Linked DNA regions of Macaca mulatta: region 1 is linked to region 2. A link is a contact called in public Hi-C data. All regions are on one chromosome and are shown on one strand. The core of a region is the stretch at or near the end of the contact, and the rest is flanking DNA. Distances in the headings are between cores, read along the strand shown.

Region 1 (2,894 bases), core at 288-2,787, 160 kb before region 2:
CTTCTATCGTAAGAGCATTCCTCAAATTGACCATGAGAGGATTTACATCTGGGGCACTTGGTATACGCCAAATGGAGACAAAATCAGAATCAGCAGCCTGGCTGGGCCACAGGTCCAGCATCCCAAACTATTAAAATATTCTTACTGTTTCCAGGGAAGTGTCAGATCCACTTTGGGATCTGATAATATACCCCTTCCCTAGAAACATGCATAAACACAAAGTGTCCTAAACAACTTTCACGTGCTCATACCTCCCCCACCTCCCAAGCTCATTGACTACTGCCTCGCCTTCACGAACTCCAGACCTGGTCTGAACATTTCTAAAGGACGCTCGGGGGTTAAAAGGAGCGACGCCACTGCAGAAATGACAGCCTTCATCCACAAGTGGCCCGCTTCGGGTTGGCTGGAGCCACAGCTGGGTGGGGACAGGCCTTGCACTGCCTAACAAGCACCATCCAGGTGCGTCCAGTCCTGAAGCGGTCGGACTGGACCGTCCAGGTCCCAGCGCTCGAGAGGACGGCAGGCAGGGGCTGGGATTGTCTGGAGATATGAATGCTTTCTAAGGTTGACGTCAAGGTCTCCTTCCTGAGCCACAGCCCACGTGACAAGCTCCGTCCAGGTAGAAATGATCTCATCTCTCCCGTCGCCCGGGGTCGGAAACCTGAGGCCCGTGCGGGCTGAGGCAACTTAGCGGGGGTCCTAAGCCGGCCGCGCCCTCTGCGACCTCTGCGCCCCAAGCGTGTGTGGAGGGCTTGGACGTGGTCCAGAAGGAAAAGATGGGGTGAACCAGGTGCCGCGCACCCTTCGAGGAGCCCCCGCTTCTCCGTTTCTGTGAATGACTCCAAAGCACCTCCGAGGGCCGATGCACACCCGGACGACCTTGGGCGGGCACTGACCATTGTCCCCTTCCACTCGGTTGTGTCGGGGGTCCCCAGGTGAGGCGCAGACGCCGCCCTACCCACCTGTACGAGGCCTTCCCCGGAGCAGCCCGGCTACGAAACGACGCCTATGGCGGGGAAGCTAAGGAAGACTCTCGGCCCTCACTCCGCGGCTGTGGCGACTGAATGGCCCCAGCACGCCGGGGCCCTCCCCAAGCTCTGCTCCCAAGCCGAAGCCCCGCCCTAACACCAATGGCCCACCTTCAGGCCCCGCCCCTGATCCCGCCTCCATGAGTCAAGCCTCGCCTTTCAGTCCAGCCCGGCCCGCCCAGGTCCCGCCCCTGCTGTTATGGCCCATCCCCCAGGCACCGCCCTCGATCCTGCCTTCATGAGTCAGGCCACGCCTTCCAACCCAGCCCTGCCTGCCGCAGCCCCGCCCCTGTACCGACGGCCCACTTCCAGGCCCCGCCCTTGATCCCGCCTCCATGGGTCAGGCCCAGTCTTCTAGTTCCGCCCGGCCCGCGGAAACCCCGCCCCCGCGTGCCTATGGCCCACCTCCAGGTTCCGCCCCTAACCCCGCCTCCAGGCGTCCAGCCCCGCCTTCCATCCCCGGCCCAAGCTCCGAGGCCCCGCCTCCAGGCTCCGCCCCGACCCCCGCAGTAAGGAAGAGCAGCCGCTGCTGGTTCTCAGGCGCGGCGCTTTATCGGTGGTTCTGGCTCCCGGCCGCGCCGCAGCCCCTGCCCAGTCTCTCTCCCTCAGCTCGGCGGGCTCCTCCGCGCCGCACGTGAGCGCGCCCGCCAACAGGGCCACTGCCGCGGGTAAGTCGTGCCCGCGCCCTGCCCGGCGTCCAGTCCTCAGCCGCTGGGCGAAGCCGGAGGAGCCTCGCGTCTCCTCCCCGCCGGCCCGCGGGCCCTTCCCCAGGTCCAGAGGGCTTGGGCGGCGCCGTGGGCGGCTCGGGGTGCAGGTGGTTTCCCGGCGCGCGGCCCGGGCCCGCGGCGCGCGCTGCTGCAGTGCAGGGGCGGGGAGCTCGGGGCCGTAGACCCGGAGGGCAGCTGGGAGACTGGGTGGGGTCCCCTCGGGTTACCCGACCCTGGCGCGGAGGATGTGATGCCGGCCACGCCCTCACCGAGCGGGGCGGCAGGTGCAGGTCAGGGGTGGATCGCGGCCCGCGCGCTCTCCCGGGGCGGGCCCACAGCGAGACGCTCAGCCTTTGTTTGCTCGTGCGGTCCTGGCTGGGGAGGAGACTGGGGACGCGGACCTGTGAGAACTGAGGGCTTTCCTCGTCGGGGAAGACCCCAGTCTTCCAGCCAGGCCTCAGGAGAAGGTATCCGGGCCGCAGTGCGCGCTCCGCCATCCTGGCCCCTGCGCCCTGCGGGGTTCCCGACTGCTCGCGTGGACTGTTACCCGCAGGTGTTGCCCCACACTCGCGACTGCAGCCCCGCAATTGGGAAGACTTTGCTAGGATTTTTTTGGTAAGGTGATGGAAGACCGTGCCTCCGGCCCCACAAGCCTCCTGGCATTAGGTGGCTTAAAATTTTTCCAGTACAATTTGATTACCACTCTGAAAGACCAAATTCAAAACAGTGTGTCCCACAGTTAAGACCATTGGTAATGAGTGTTTCTGTGCTGTAGACTAAGGATCGTTATCATTTTATTACTAATAGTACATATCTGTTATCTGTTGCTAAATGTTTTTGCTTATGTGGTAGGGTCACTGTGTCCTCATTTTCATCGAGCTCAGAAATGTTCCTTCATATAAACATATTTACAGTGAACTTTTTTGGGATCTGGCAGTTGGTTTTTCTCTTGAACTTGTTTTTTTCTTTTTCTATATTATTATTATTATTATTATTATTATTATTATTATTTTGAGACGAAGGTCTCACTGTGTTGCCCAGTCTGCTCTCAAACTCCTGGGCTCAAGCAATCCTTCCTCCTCGGCCTATTGAAGTGCTTGAATTACGGATATGAGCCACAGTGCTCAACCCTGAATTTGATTTTCTGTGAAATTAAAAA
Region 2 (2,862 bases), core at 31-2,530:
CTGCCAGCTAATTCAATTTTTTTTTTTTTTGTAAAGATGAGGTCTCCTCGTGTTGCCCAGGCTCGTCTCGAACTCCTGGGTTCAAGAGATCCTCGCAATTTAGCCTCTCAAAGTGCTGAGATTACAGGCATGAGCCACTGCACCCAGCCAATTTCTCTTTTTAAAAATAAATAATTTTTTTGAGACAGTCTCGCTCTGTCGCCCAGGCTGGAGTACAGTGGCGCGACCTGGGCTCACTGCAACCTCTCTGTCCTGGGTTCACACAATTCTCCTGCCTCAGCCTCCCTAGTAGCTGGGATTACAGGCGCCCACCACCATGCCCAGCTAATTTTTGTATTTTTAGTAGAGATGGGGTTTCACCATGTTGGCCAGGCTGGTTTTGAACCCTATCAAGTGAACCCCCAGCCTTGACCTCCCAATGTGTTGGGATTATAGGCGTGAGCCACTGCGACTGGCCTTATGCCTTTAGGACTCTATTTATTTTGAGACGGAGTTTCACTCTTGTTGCCCAGGCTGGAGTGCAATGGTGCAATCTCGGCTCATTGTAACCTCCGCCTCCTGGGTTCAAACATTCTCCTGCCTCTGCCTCCCGAGTAGCTGGGATCACAGGCATGCGCCACCACGCCCGGCTAATTTTATATTTTTAATAGAGATGGGGTTTCTTCATGTTGGTCAGGCTGGTCTCCAACTTCTGACCTCGGGTGATCCGCCCGCCTTGCCCTCCCAAAGTGCTGGGATTACAGGCGTGAGCCACCGCGCCCGGCCCTAGAACTCTTTTTTTTTTTTAATCATGAGTTAGGCTGATAATTTTCAGGGCAAATCCAAAGAGTCTCCATTAATGTCTGTCTTTATTTTCACATGAACACTGGAGGATATGCAATGGCTTTTTTCAGCGCAAAAATTCACATCCTACCAGGTCAAGTGACTGGAGTTCACCTGTCTCGGGTGTACCGCACCTTGCGCCAGGCTTCAGAAGCTAGATCCCCGAGTCTCGAGGTCCAGCTGGGCGTGGAGACGGGTACGTGCCCGCCGCGCCTCGCGCATGCGCCCTAGGCCCGCAGGGCCCCGCGCTCGAAGCTCAGCTCCCAGTGTACCCTGCTCTAACTAGCCAGCCAATTCACCTTCCTTCCCGAAGCTCCCAATTCGGCATTGCCTGGAGGCGGAAGTGGGTGGGAGGGGCCAGATGTGAGCCCCTCCCCGGAAGTGGGCGGGCCCCAAGGGCTCCACAGTCGTTCCGCCGCCGCCCAGTCGGGTTGCGGCGGAGGCCGGTCCTGGCTTTGTAGCTAGCTCAAGATGGCGGCGCAGCCACCCCGCGGGATACGCCTCAGCGCGGTGAGCAGCCGCGAGGGGTGGAGCGGGCCGTATCCCAGGAGGGCGGGCAGGCGGGCAAGCGAGGGTGGGCCGGCAGTGGGCGGTGGCGGCTTGTGGGGCCGGCGAGGCGGCGGGGGCTGCGGCGGGGCCAGGGGAGGGGGCGGCCATCTCGCTCCCGTCGGCGGAGCGGCTCGGCTGCGGGTCGGGCTGGGGCGGCGCGGGACGGGCTGCGTTCCGTCGCCTCTGCATTGTGTTTCTGTTTTGCTTCGGGGAGGGCCAGGGTCGCGGCCCTCCTCCCAGCTCCCTTCTAGTCTACCCGCAGCTGTCGTCCGCGGGCGAGGCCTCGGCGGGAGACCGGACTGCTCCCGGGGCCGCGGCGCCCCTGACTTTTCTGTCCGCTGGGCGCCGTGGTGGGAAAGGAGCGGGTTCCGCGTCCAGAAACGCCGGCGGCCTCGACCTCCCGGGGGCGGGGACTGGGCTCCGGGCCTGCCCGCGGGCGGGTGGAGTCGGGATGAGTGTGCCTGATACCTGTCAGTGCCCGCAGCTTCCTTGGCAGTGGAAGCCCTGGGGCCCAGACCCTAGATCGCCGAGCTCGAGCTCTCCTCTATCCCACGTTGCGTCTGTTTTGGGGCGTTTCGAGTTCTTGGAAACCCTGCGAACATTTCATGTATCTTAAATCGTAGGGAGCGGTCACACAAGGTAACTTGAATCTCACGTCCAGGAAATGTGGGCGTGGCTTCCCCACCTGATTATCCTAAAAAACTTTACTTCCTTGTGAGCGCAATTGTTGTTATGCTGAAACGTTCCTCTTTTTTGGAGGTTGTTGACTCTTGCCGAAGAATGACTGCCCTAGTGCCACTAATTTTAACATTCGAATGGGTAGTGACTGCTGGGGTACGAACACGTAGAGAATAATTGGTGCATTGCTCTGCGACTTCTTTCATTCGTTTAGGCAGATTCTAACGCCTGGTTTTGACGGACTTTAAATTTTTTCTAGTCCGATCTTTGTGAAATGATATCTGCTTTTACTTGCATTTCCTTGACTATGTTGTGTGGTTGAGCTCTTCGCATGTCTTTGTGGTTTTTTGTTTTGGTTTTTTTTTTGAATTGCCTATTCATATCCTTTGCCCATTTTCTATTTTTCTTTTGGGAGGATCTTTATTGATTTGTAAGAGTTCTTTACGTATTCTAGATAAAGGTCCATCCTTTCGTTATGTAACTGGCTTATTGAGCCAGCTAGGCTTTGGTAGTTTGAAAATAGAGGACAATTTTATTCTTTTTTTTTTTTTTTTTTAACCATTGGCTGTAAACATTAATTATTCCCCACTTGTGTGAATCTGGGTTGACTAACGCTTTCCCGTTAGCTTAAGGTATTGTAAAGTCTGGCCTTATCTAGTTCAAAATCTCTATTCTCTCTCCCTCCCTTTTCCCCCTCTCTTCTTTCCCGGCTTCTCTCTCCTTCCCCTCTCGAGGTTGAGTCTTGTTCAGGCCCAGAAACCTGTAGGGGAGAAATGCAGTGAGTTGATTTCCTGTTTCTGTCCTTTGATTCTC

Evidence for each region. A called contact is a pair of places that touch in the nucleus more often than the background predicts.
Region 1: a Hi-C map of blood shows a contact between it and region 2, with 2.2 times the contacts expected there. The contact joins the promoter of DOP1B here to the promoter of MORC3 in region 2. A contact is called at or near these places in 4 of 14 Hi-C or Micro-C datasets (CD4 T cells, blood, fibroblasts and 1 more).

The regions. Positions count from the first base shown.
Region 1 is chr3:11,265,937-11,268,830 of T2T-MMU8v2.0, reverse strand. It overlaps DOP1B (DOP1 leucine zipper like protein B), which reads left to right and starts at 1,537. Exons shown (of 37, transcript XM_015132917.3): 1 at 1,537-1,696. LOC144339659 (a long non-coding RNA gene) reads right to left here and starts at 1,066. Exons shown (of 5, transcript XR_013414921.1): 1 at 963-1,066.
Region 2 is chr3:11,110,592-11,113,453 of T2T-MMU8v2.0, reverse strand. It overlaps MORC3 (MORC family CW-type zinc finger 3), which reads left to right and starts at 1,280. Exons shown (of 17, transcript XM_015132916.3): 1 at 1,280-1,332. The coding sequence starts at 1,294.